2 separate regions of the Gossypium hirsutum genome follow, and region 2 is linked to region 1. The links are chromatin contacts, called in public Hi-C maps. All regions are on one chromosome and are shown on one strand. The core of a region is the stretch at or near the end of the contact, and the rest is flanking DNA. Distances in the headings are between cores, read along the strand shown. Region 1 has its middle 34 kb from the start of LOC107940012. Region 2 holds the start of LOC107942268 (calcium/calmodulin-regulated receptor-like kinase 1).

What was found. Hi-C and Micro-C count contacts between places; a contact is called where the count stands out from the background.
Region 2: a Hi-C map of leaf shows a contact between it and region 1, with 2.3 times the contacts expected there. The contact joins the promoter of LOC107942268 here to the enhancer-like site in region 1. A contact is called at or near these places in 8 of 34 Hi-C or Micro-C datasets (anther, leaf and petal).

What each region holds. Positions count from the first base shown.
Region 1 is chrD01:9,114,177-9,118,758 of Gossypium_hirsutum_v2.1, reverse strand. No RefSeq gene overlaps it. Among protein-coding and RNA genes, the nearest start is that of LOC107940012, 34 kb to the right of the region's middle. Within about 2 kb of position 2,683, at least 6 of the 9 cell types and tissues checked have an H3K27ac peak or open chromatin away from gene starts, as enhancers often do.
Region 2 is chrD01:9,287,599-9,292,180 of Gossypium_hirsutum_v2.1, reverse strand. It overlaps LOC107942268 (calcium/calmodulin-regulated receptor-like kinase 1), which reads right to left and starts at 1,852. Exons shown (of 8, transcript XM_016875897.2): 1 at 1,565-1,852; 2 at 348-712. The coding sequence starts at 661.

The DNA.
Region 1 (4,582 bases), core at 1,434-3,933:
CGATCGATAATGTCTTTTAATAACAAGTCGTGTTTTATGTCTACTTTTGAGAAGATCATTAGATCATCAATAAAAAATAGGTGTGACAAGGTTGGTCCCGCTCTGGATAACCTAATCAGGCTTCATTTACCTGAATTTTCAACTATTTTAAAACTGTGCCCTAGCCATTCTATGCATATAACAAAAAGGTAAGGTGATAAAGGGCATCCTTATCTAACTCCTCTTGTTAGCTTAAATTTTTTAGTAGAGACCCCATTCCACAAAACCTGCATAGTAGGCGTCGAGATAGCTGACATAATTACATTTTGTAGAAAGTCTGGAATACCTGCTGCCTGAATAAAGTTATCAATAAAGTCGCAACGGACCATAATATAGGCTTTTTCTAGATCTATTTTAACTATCATCCACTTCCTATTCTTCCCTCGCATGGAATAGATGACTTCTTGAGTAATGATAATACTATCAAAAATATTTCGACCAGTAATAAACCTGACTTATTTTTGTGAAATGATATTTGGGAATACCACCTTGAACCTGTTGGCTATAATTTTCATAACTAACTTATAAAGAACTAAGCAGAGACTAATGGGTCTAAAATGAGATATCTCCTCAGGTTGAGCGACTTTCCGGTATAAGCACAATAAGTCTATTATTTAACTCATGATCAATAGGCTTGCCTCTGAAAACGTCCTTGACCCAATCACAAACTGCACTCCCAATATAGTTCCATTGGTTTTGGAAGAAGAAAGCATGGTACCAATTACTTCCTAGGGCTTTTAAAGGAGCCAAACAAAAAAAAAGGCCTTTTTAATTTCATTGTTTGAGACTTCTTTACTTAAAAAATCTGTCTTTTTGGCCTAGTTGGGGAAAGCGGCTAGGGGGTAAGTCGCTTGTCCTGTTTGGATTTTCTCCATATAGCTTTTGGAAATACCATACTTCTTCTAATTGAATCTCATCTGGATCATATAACCAATCTCCACTCGCATTACGGTGCACTGATGTGGTTGACCTTTCGTCTGTGGATTGCCCTACTATGAAAAAACTTTGTGTTCATTTCCCATAACTTAAGCCATTCACATAGTGATTTTTGCTTCCAAAGTAGCTCTTCATGGTTAAGCACTTCTTAAAACTTCTCTTTTATCTCCATCTCTTTTTGTGTTAGTGCGTCTAAATTCATCATTTTTCATCTTTTGCTGGATCTTACTTAAGGACTGCACTAATTATAGCTTACAGGCTCTAATATGTCCTTAAATTTTTTTGTTCCACTTTTTTAGTCCCACAGTAAGCTTTCCCAGAGTTTTAGACATGTCCCCATTGTATTCCCATAATTCGGATATAGTACTCGAGATACTTTGGGAAATTTTGAATCCAAGAAGCATTACTAAATTCTCGGTCTAGCCTTTCAAATACCCCTTCTCTTTGCCATGTGAAGGATGGCCTCCAAAATCCCAAATCATGTAGGTTGTTTGCTTCAACAAGCTCCCCAAAGTAAGGACGTCGTCTTCTAATAGTACTCATTCTTTTTTTATCATTCTAGGGGACAATGGTGGTAGGTATAGTCTCTTTTAATGCTTCCCATAGCAATATTCTCTTTGTTCTATTTGGGCTTCCATACACGAAAACAATTAGGACTGTTTGTATGGGAATTCTGAAAGAAACTCATGCTAGGATGAATTGAGGGTGGTTTCGGATAATTTCAAGACTAACTAAGTTTTTCCAACCAATCCAGATCCCCCCTAAGAACCCCCAAGCTTCTACCTGATAGGAGTAGTGCAGCCTTAATTTTGCATTTATCTCATCAGCTTTGTGGCCACTGACTTTTGGTTTTAACAAGCTAATAATATATGGCTTATGCTCCATATTATATTCTCTAAAAATGCAAGGAAACTTCTCACTCACGCATTATTGAAAATTCTAAGAAAATATTGAAAGTGAAGAGTTCATTATTAAAAAGCACAGTAAATGAATAAATGTCCTTACAATTACTGACCAGCTCTTACCTGCTCTCCTGACTTTTCATCCATCACTTTGGGAACTTCGTTCACCAACCCCCGCTGGAACTGGCTTTGTAGTAACTTGACCATGTTGCTAATTGATTCAACAAGTGGGAGTTTTCAGGGAGAAGCCTTAAAAGGGCTACCTTTTTCCTTAATGACTTTCTTGAGCTTCTTACCTTTTCGGCTACCATTGGCCTTCACACTACCTTGCGCCGAAGAAAATTCTATTAGATGTCCTATTGTAATGGTTCTGCTTCTTTGTATGGTCCCCCAGTTCTATGTTGGATGTTCTCTTTAAAAATGACCACCAAATGTTTTGCAGCGTCAAGAACACCTACCGTCAGAATCGCTTAGATTTCCTACAAATCCCCTATCCTTGGTTGGCTATTATGGCAGGTGACATCCACTGACCTGCCTTTTTCTAGAGCCAAATGTCCTTGTCTTAGTTTGGCTTCGTCGATCTTTAGCGTAAACTTACTGGCGATCCAAAGATTGCCCGATGCTTGGGTAGCCAAGCTTGACCCAGCATTTTGCCGCTAGCTTTGGCCTAGGTCCACTTTTGACCCAACCACATGAACCTGCGAATCTTCTTCCCCAACTAGGTTTTCCAAAACCTGGAACCTAGAGTTGTCCGCCAATTGTGCCTAAGTCTCACCACTGTCCTTCCTTTCCATTCTCAAAGTGCGTCTGCCCCACCTCTCGGCAAGCATCCACGGCCTATAGGTGCATAGATTTGGCGCTGCGACTTCTTTATTTTCCTTTGAAATTTGCCTCTGTTCTCTCCTATTCCCTGTAATGCCTATGCCAAATTCCTCCGGCCCCGTTGCTTCCTTAGGGCAGATCTCCTTCACATGCCCATAGTAGTCGCACAACAAACAAACGATCAGTAAGTATTCATATTCAATCCACTGAATAACTCTTTTTACCAAGACTTGAGTGATCAAAGCCCTATCCAAATTGATGAACACTACTATTCTTGCAAACCTCCCCCTAACGCTGTTGTCCGTATTGAAATCAAATTTTGCAACTTTCTCGATCATCCCCCTATTTCCCGTAAGATTTGTAGCTTATACATATGCCCAGTAACGTAGGAAGTCGGATCCATGCCATAACCGTGCTTAGATACGGCTGAGCTGGATTAAAACCCATAGTCCATGACTGTACTGTTAAGTACTACCCAAACACGGCTCAAGGACCATAACACAAGACTCTCTCGTAATCCTTCGAGTTCTTAAATTTGGCTAAAGATTAATCATGCTCCACATCTATTAAACGGAACGATTGAGGTGATTTCCAGAGTGAAAAAAACCTTGTTCTAAAGTGCAGCGTACCCTATACTTCTTCCCAAAAGTTTGATTACTACTATGTGTTCCATGTGTTTGATAAGGATTTGGTGTACGCGTTCTGAAAAATTAATCGAAGGAATACCATTGACCAACGAGCGCTCCACATCCTCCTTTAACAGTCTGAATTCTTTTGCTCCATCCAACCCATCCGAAGTTGTTGTTCTCTCATCTGCTCGGAGTCCCATACCTACCAGTTGGTCTTTCCAAGAAAGGAACTTTTCAGCAACTAGTGTTGTATCCATCACAACATCCCAGTCTTCCTCTATTCCCCGAATTGGTACTTTCTTTGTTGAGCAATTCACCAAATCACCCTCATCGCCACCTTCGTACTCCGTGCTCTTCATCGTAATCAATATGGAATGTTAGTGTCCCCCAAAACAACTCATTTAATTAATTAAGTATTTAATTTAATTTATAAAATCTATTTAATATATATTTTTAAATTAAGTATGGAATACTATTAGATTGTTTGATAAATGTATTTTTAAAATTTTAAAGCTAAATTATTTAAATAAATATAATATTAAAAGAAATAAAATAAAATAAAAAGAATTTAAAATATTCTACTTTGTTATTTAGAGACTATATTATTTTATTATTAAATTATGGCATGAGATTTAGGTTTTGGGTCTTATATAACATGTTTAACATTTAATTTGTTTTTGTTAGGAACGACTCGATTAAGCAACAAGTAAAAAAAATAGCGGAATAAATTGAGAAATTGAACACACAAATTTAATATGGAAAAGCCCCTCCAAAGAGGATAAAAAATCACGGGCAAAGATAATTTTACTATAATGACAAAAGAACGAAGAGTACAAAAGATGGAGATAAAAACTAAACCCCGGAAACTCGAAAACAAAGAACCCTCAAAACATAAACACAAAATTCTCTAAATGTGTTATGAGTTCTAATCTCTAATGGGTGTATTTTCTAAGGTTGTAAAAGAGCCTATTTATAGGCTAAATTCATAGGTCAAATAATAATAAAATAATCTAGACTACTCAGAGTTTGATTGAAACAAATAAACAGAGTTTAACTGAAAGATTATTTCTCAAATTTGACTGAAATAGGAGTCATACTCAACAAATCTCCACCTTGACTCATATTTCCACAATGCCCTCTTTGCCAAAGCCTGCCACGGGCCTATCTTGAACTATGCAGAGAATTAATTAATTCGAATCTATGCTTAGAAGCTGGAAGACTTCTAGCCTTCAACTTGTACACTGCGAAATTAAA
Region 2 (4,582 bases), core at 603-3,102, 170 kb before region 1:
AAAGTATTGAAATGAAAGAAATTCAGTTAGTTTCTGATCAAGAATGCTCACTTTTACTGAAAACAAACAACTTCACAGGTTCCAAAATTGGAATTCCTTGAAAATTCCTATCAAGCTATCTACTTTGGACACAAATACAAGGCATGATGAAACTAATCAAAGTTATTTATGAATGGACCACCAAAGTAACTTCCCACAGCCATTAAATCATTTATCATATCACATGGATAACAAAACAAACTAATTACTAACACATCTTGTCGACTCATGAACACAATACATAAACCTAAAGAAAGAAACATTTTGTTAATGATGCGTAAGTACAATAAGTTTCAAAAGAAACATACTTGTATGAATACTCAGGTATTCCAGACACAGAGACAACATTGCTTCTTCTAAGCCCTTCAAGCCACATAGACATTCCATTTCTCCCACATTTCACAGGTGACTCAGGACCCATAGTTGAATCGGATAACATGTTACAAGAATCAGCTCCATTAGCCCTTATAGGAATAGTTGCAGCTCTCCTGGAACTGCTGTTCCCTATCTGGGATCTCTTTCTATGATACCTTATACAAAACAGTGCAAAAATAGCTAAAAGCACACCAATCACCACTCCTATAGAAATCCCAATGACCAAACCAGATGATTCCCCTCTCATATCTACTATTTTTTATTATTTGCTATTCAAGCCTCCAGTCCATTGAAACAACTGCAAATACAATTCTAGCGTCAAATCAAGCCAATTCTAAACCATCAACAAAATGACAATAAGAAAAGAAAAAATTAAAAAAAAAAAACTGGAATACAAATCTGAGTCAAATAATGCTAATATTTACTAAAACTAGAAGGTCAAGTTTAGAACTTTCATTTCATGGCATTTATCACAGCAAATGGAATAAAAGTCAAAAGTGATATACATGACAAAAGAACAACTTTTAGTCTTATATATGAATAGTTTTGTACCAAAACTACTCAAATTCACATAAATGTGAGAAGAAACCGATTGGAAAGAAGCCCAGGAAACAAAATTCGGAAAAGAAAAAAAAAAAGAGAGAGAGAAAGAAAGCCAATAATTTTCCTAAAGCTTTGTGATTTGAAAAAAAATATATACTTGATCCGATTAACATTGGTCAGAAACCTATTAATTATTATGGACAAAAAAAAACTGAAAATTTCTGCTGATTACATATTTAAAAAAAAAAAGAATAACAAAACTGATCTGTATGGTTACTAAGAAAAAAGAGTTTAAGAAGTCCAAAAAAAGTTTCAAGAAAGCAAAGAGCTTTTAAGTAAAACCTAACTCTTTCTTTCACTTTCAGTTTCCAACTTCTATTTCCTAAGCTTTCTCACCAACCAAACAGAGTGCAAAGCAAGAAAGGAAAAGGGAGAAGGAGAAAAAAAACCCAGAAACAGAGAACTTCTAACCCATGAAAGTATGACAAGTGACAACAAGCCCGGAAATTTTGAAAAAAAAAATCCAGAATCTTTTCCTATAAAAAAAAAGTGAAATTCGATGCATTGATGAAGAAATAAACCAAAATAAATTAACTTTTAAAGCTACCTTTTCTAGTATACGAAAAAAAATACATTTCTTCAGTTACATGTTCTCTTTGGAGCAACGAGGGGGGAAACAAATAGAAAAGAAGAGCAGTGACAAGAAAATCTTTTGAGTGAGAGGGGATTTTAAAGAAAGAATATTAGACTTTGAGAACTGAGGAGGAAAGATTTTTCTGAAAGTTGGGAAAAAAACAACACTGGTATTTGTTGGAGAGATTGTTCTTTCTAAAAATTAAGTATATTAATAAATAAATAAATAAACGTGACTCGCCGTTTGTATAATAAACGCGGGACTGGAGTGAAGGAGAAATTATTTTTGGGTTCTTAAACGTGGCCTTTGATGTTCAATTTTACCCTTTCGAGGAAGAAATTGATATTTTGAGCACATTTCTTTTTGTACAAGTATGTACTCCATCTCTTTCCTTTCATAATTTATGTTTTGATTAATTTCCGGGATTCAAAATTATCATCCCTATCTAATTATATTATTTAAGTTTTTATATAGGTATAATGACTTATTTCACCCTCAAATTTTATAAAAAGTCATTTTAGTCCTTCATTTCTTCTTTTTTGTCCTTAAACTTGTATTATTTATCAAATCACCTCAAAATGGATAGAAAAGTTAATAAAAATTAATTTTAAAAATTAATTAATTACTTATGACCACGTGGATGCCACGTCATCAAAGTTAACAAATATCAATTTTGTTATCCATTTTGGGGTGATTTGATAAACAGTGCAAGTTTAAGGGTTAAAAGAGAGAAAATTTTAAATAAATGACTAAAATAAGTTTTTTTTATAAAATTGAAGGGCCAAATAAATTATTTTACATGATTTTACACTTGAACGTATACAAAATTAATTTATTTATATGTCATTATTAAAATTTGAATCTTAAATCACGTAAACCACGGGTTTGACTCTATTCTATTGCTTTTTCGTCTATTAATATTCGATGCATATTTAATTGCGATTTTACATTTCATGTACATTAGAATAGTGATGATGATTATATTAGATATTAAGGAATAAAAAATTAATGGAGTGGATTAAATGCAAAATTGACCTGTGAATCCCTTATGAAATTATTATGTTGAATTACTGAAAAAGAATACCCTTAAGGTGAAGGCATATTGGTGAGTTGTTGGTCCAAAGGCACATTGGGTTTGAATGTGTGAGGTTAGGGTGGAATTGAAGTTTACTTATTAGGCAAACACTTTTTTTTAAGACACCTATTGGTTTTGGATAATTTCCATTTAACTGTTTACCAAACAGTAAATTATTATTATTTGATATATTGAGAGGGTAGTTTTTTTTTTTTAAGATATGTGAAAGTCTCTTTGTGTAATTAAAAATCACTGCTACCATTTTCTTTATAATATATTTAAAAATCTACTATTGATTTTTCTCTAAAACATTTGAGAATTATTGATGAAATTAGTTTAACTAAACCTTATATAATAAATTATTACATGATAAGGAAAAGAGAAAAGTAAGTGGTGGTTGATTTTTAAGAGAGCTACTTGCACATTTAGGAGGCAGTGGGTAACAGTCAACCTAATGCACCTAATTTGAATGGAATAATTAAATTCCATAAATATAGATAAAAAAAGAAGAAATTTATTAATTCTTTTAAATGAAAAAATTAAATATAATATTTTTTTTCATTTTATCAAGTCTATTTATTTATTCAAAACAAATGGAATAGTTTGAATAATAAAAATGTAAAAACAAAAGATATGACATTTTGGGTATAAATTCAAAGTAATAAATAAGGTCTTTTTATTTTTCAACTAAACCACTTCCTTATATCTTCAATATCTAAACCATTTAATTTCCCAATGAATTCCATTATTGTTCAAAACATTCAATGGAATTATTGTTCTCCTCTTCAGTTAGCATCCAAATAGAGATTTAAAAGGTTGAGGATAAGGATGATGTTAGAACACTATTTTGGGTCAAAAAATGAAATTAATTGAGAGTTAAAAGTCAACTTTTACCATTATACTAATACATGATTTCTTAAAAACTGAAGAAATCATATAATCAATTTTTCACTACTGCCACCAAATAAGCATGTACAATGAATTTGTAATAAACTTACTAAATAGAAAAAGTTGCATCATTCACATTCAATTATTGGTTAGTTATTAAATCTGAACACAAAGATAACCCAATAATAAGCTATAAGTATCAACTCCCGACATTATTTTCGGGTATAACCTTTTTCCCTTACACTCCTCTACTCTATTTTCACTCTACAACTCATACTGACTTAATAATGGGAGACCTCTTCATTTCTTTGTGACCTTGACTTGCAAATACCCCTATCATTTTTACCTTCATCCAACTCTCAGTCCAGCCCACCGTAATGAGGTATTGGTAGATATATTGAGACCTTATTTATTTATGTAATGGGGTAGGATTTTGACATTTTATTGAATGGAAAAAATGCTTTTAAAAATAATATTGACAACACAAAAATAAATAGAAGGTGATAGTCAGGATTCTATTGGGCCATCAGGTTATGATCACGATTGATTTAATTTAATATAAAATGAGTATAAAGTTGAACAAAATATATAATAATATGAATATTTGAAGGTGAAAGTACATCACCCATTTTAAAAATGCAAATGATCTCAATAAGACATATGACAAGAGGTTTTACTTTAGAATAATGTTACCAGGCTTAAATATTTAAAGCATCTGGCCCCTAAATTATATATATATATTTTTATATTGATTTTATTTTACTTTTAATTTGTCTAAATATGGTTTGTGATATATTTTTATTGGATGTGATTATTTTTTAGGATAAAATGAAAAAAAATAATTTAAATATTAAAATAGATTAATGAGTCAAAATTAAATGACTTTTAGTATAAATGGATAATGAAAACGAGCCAACTATATGGATTAAGTCTTAATTTCAACCAAACCCAATTCTTTTAAACAACAACACATATACCTTTTAATATTTACAAAAATTATATAATATATAAAAATTTCTTGGCATTTA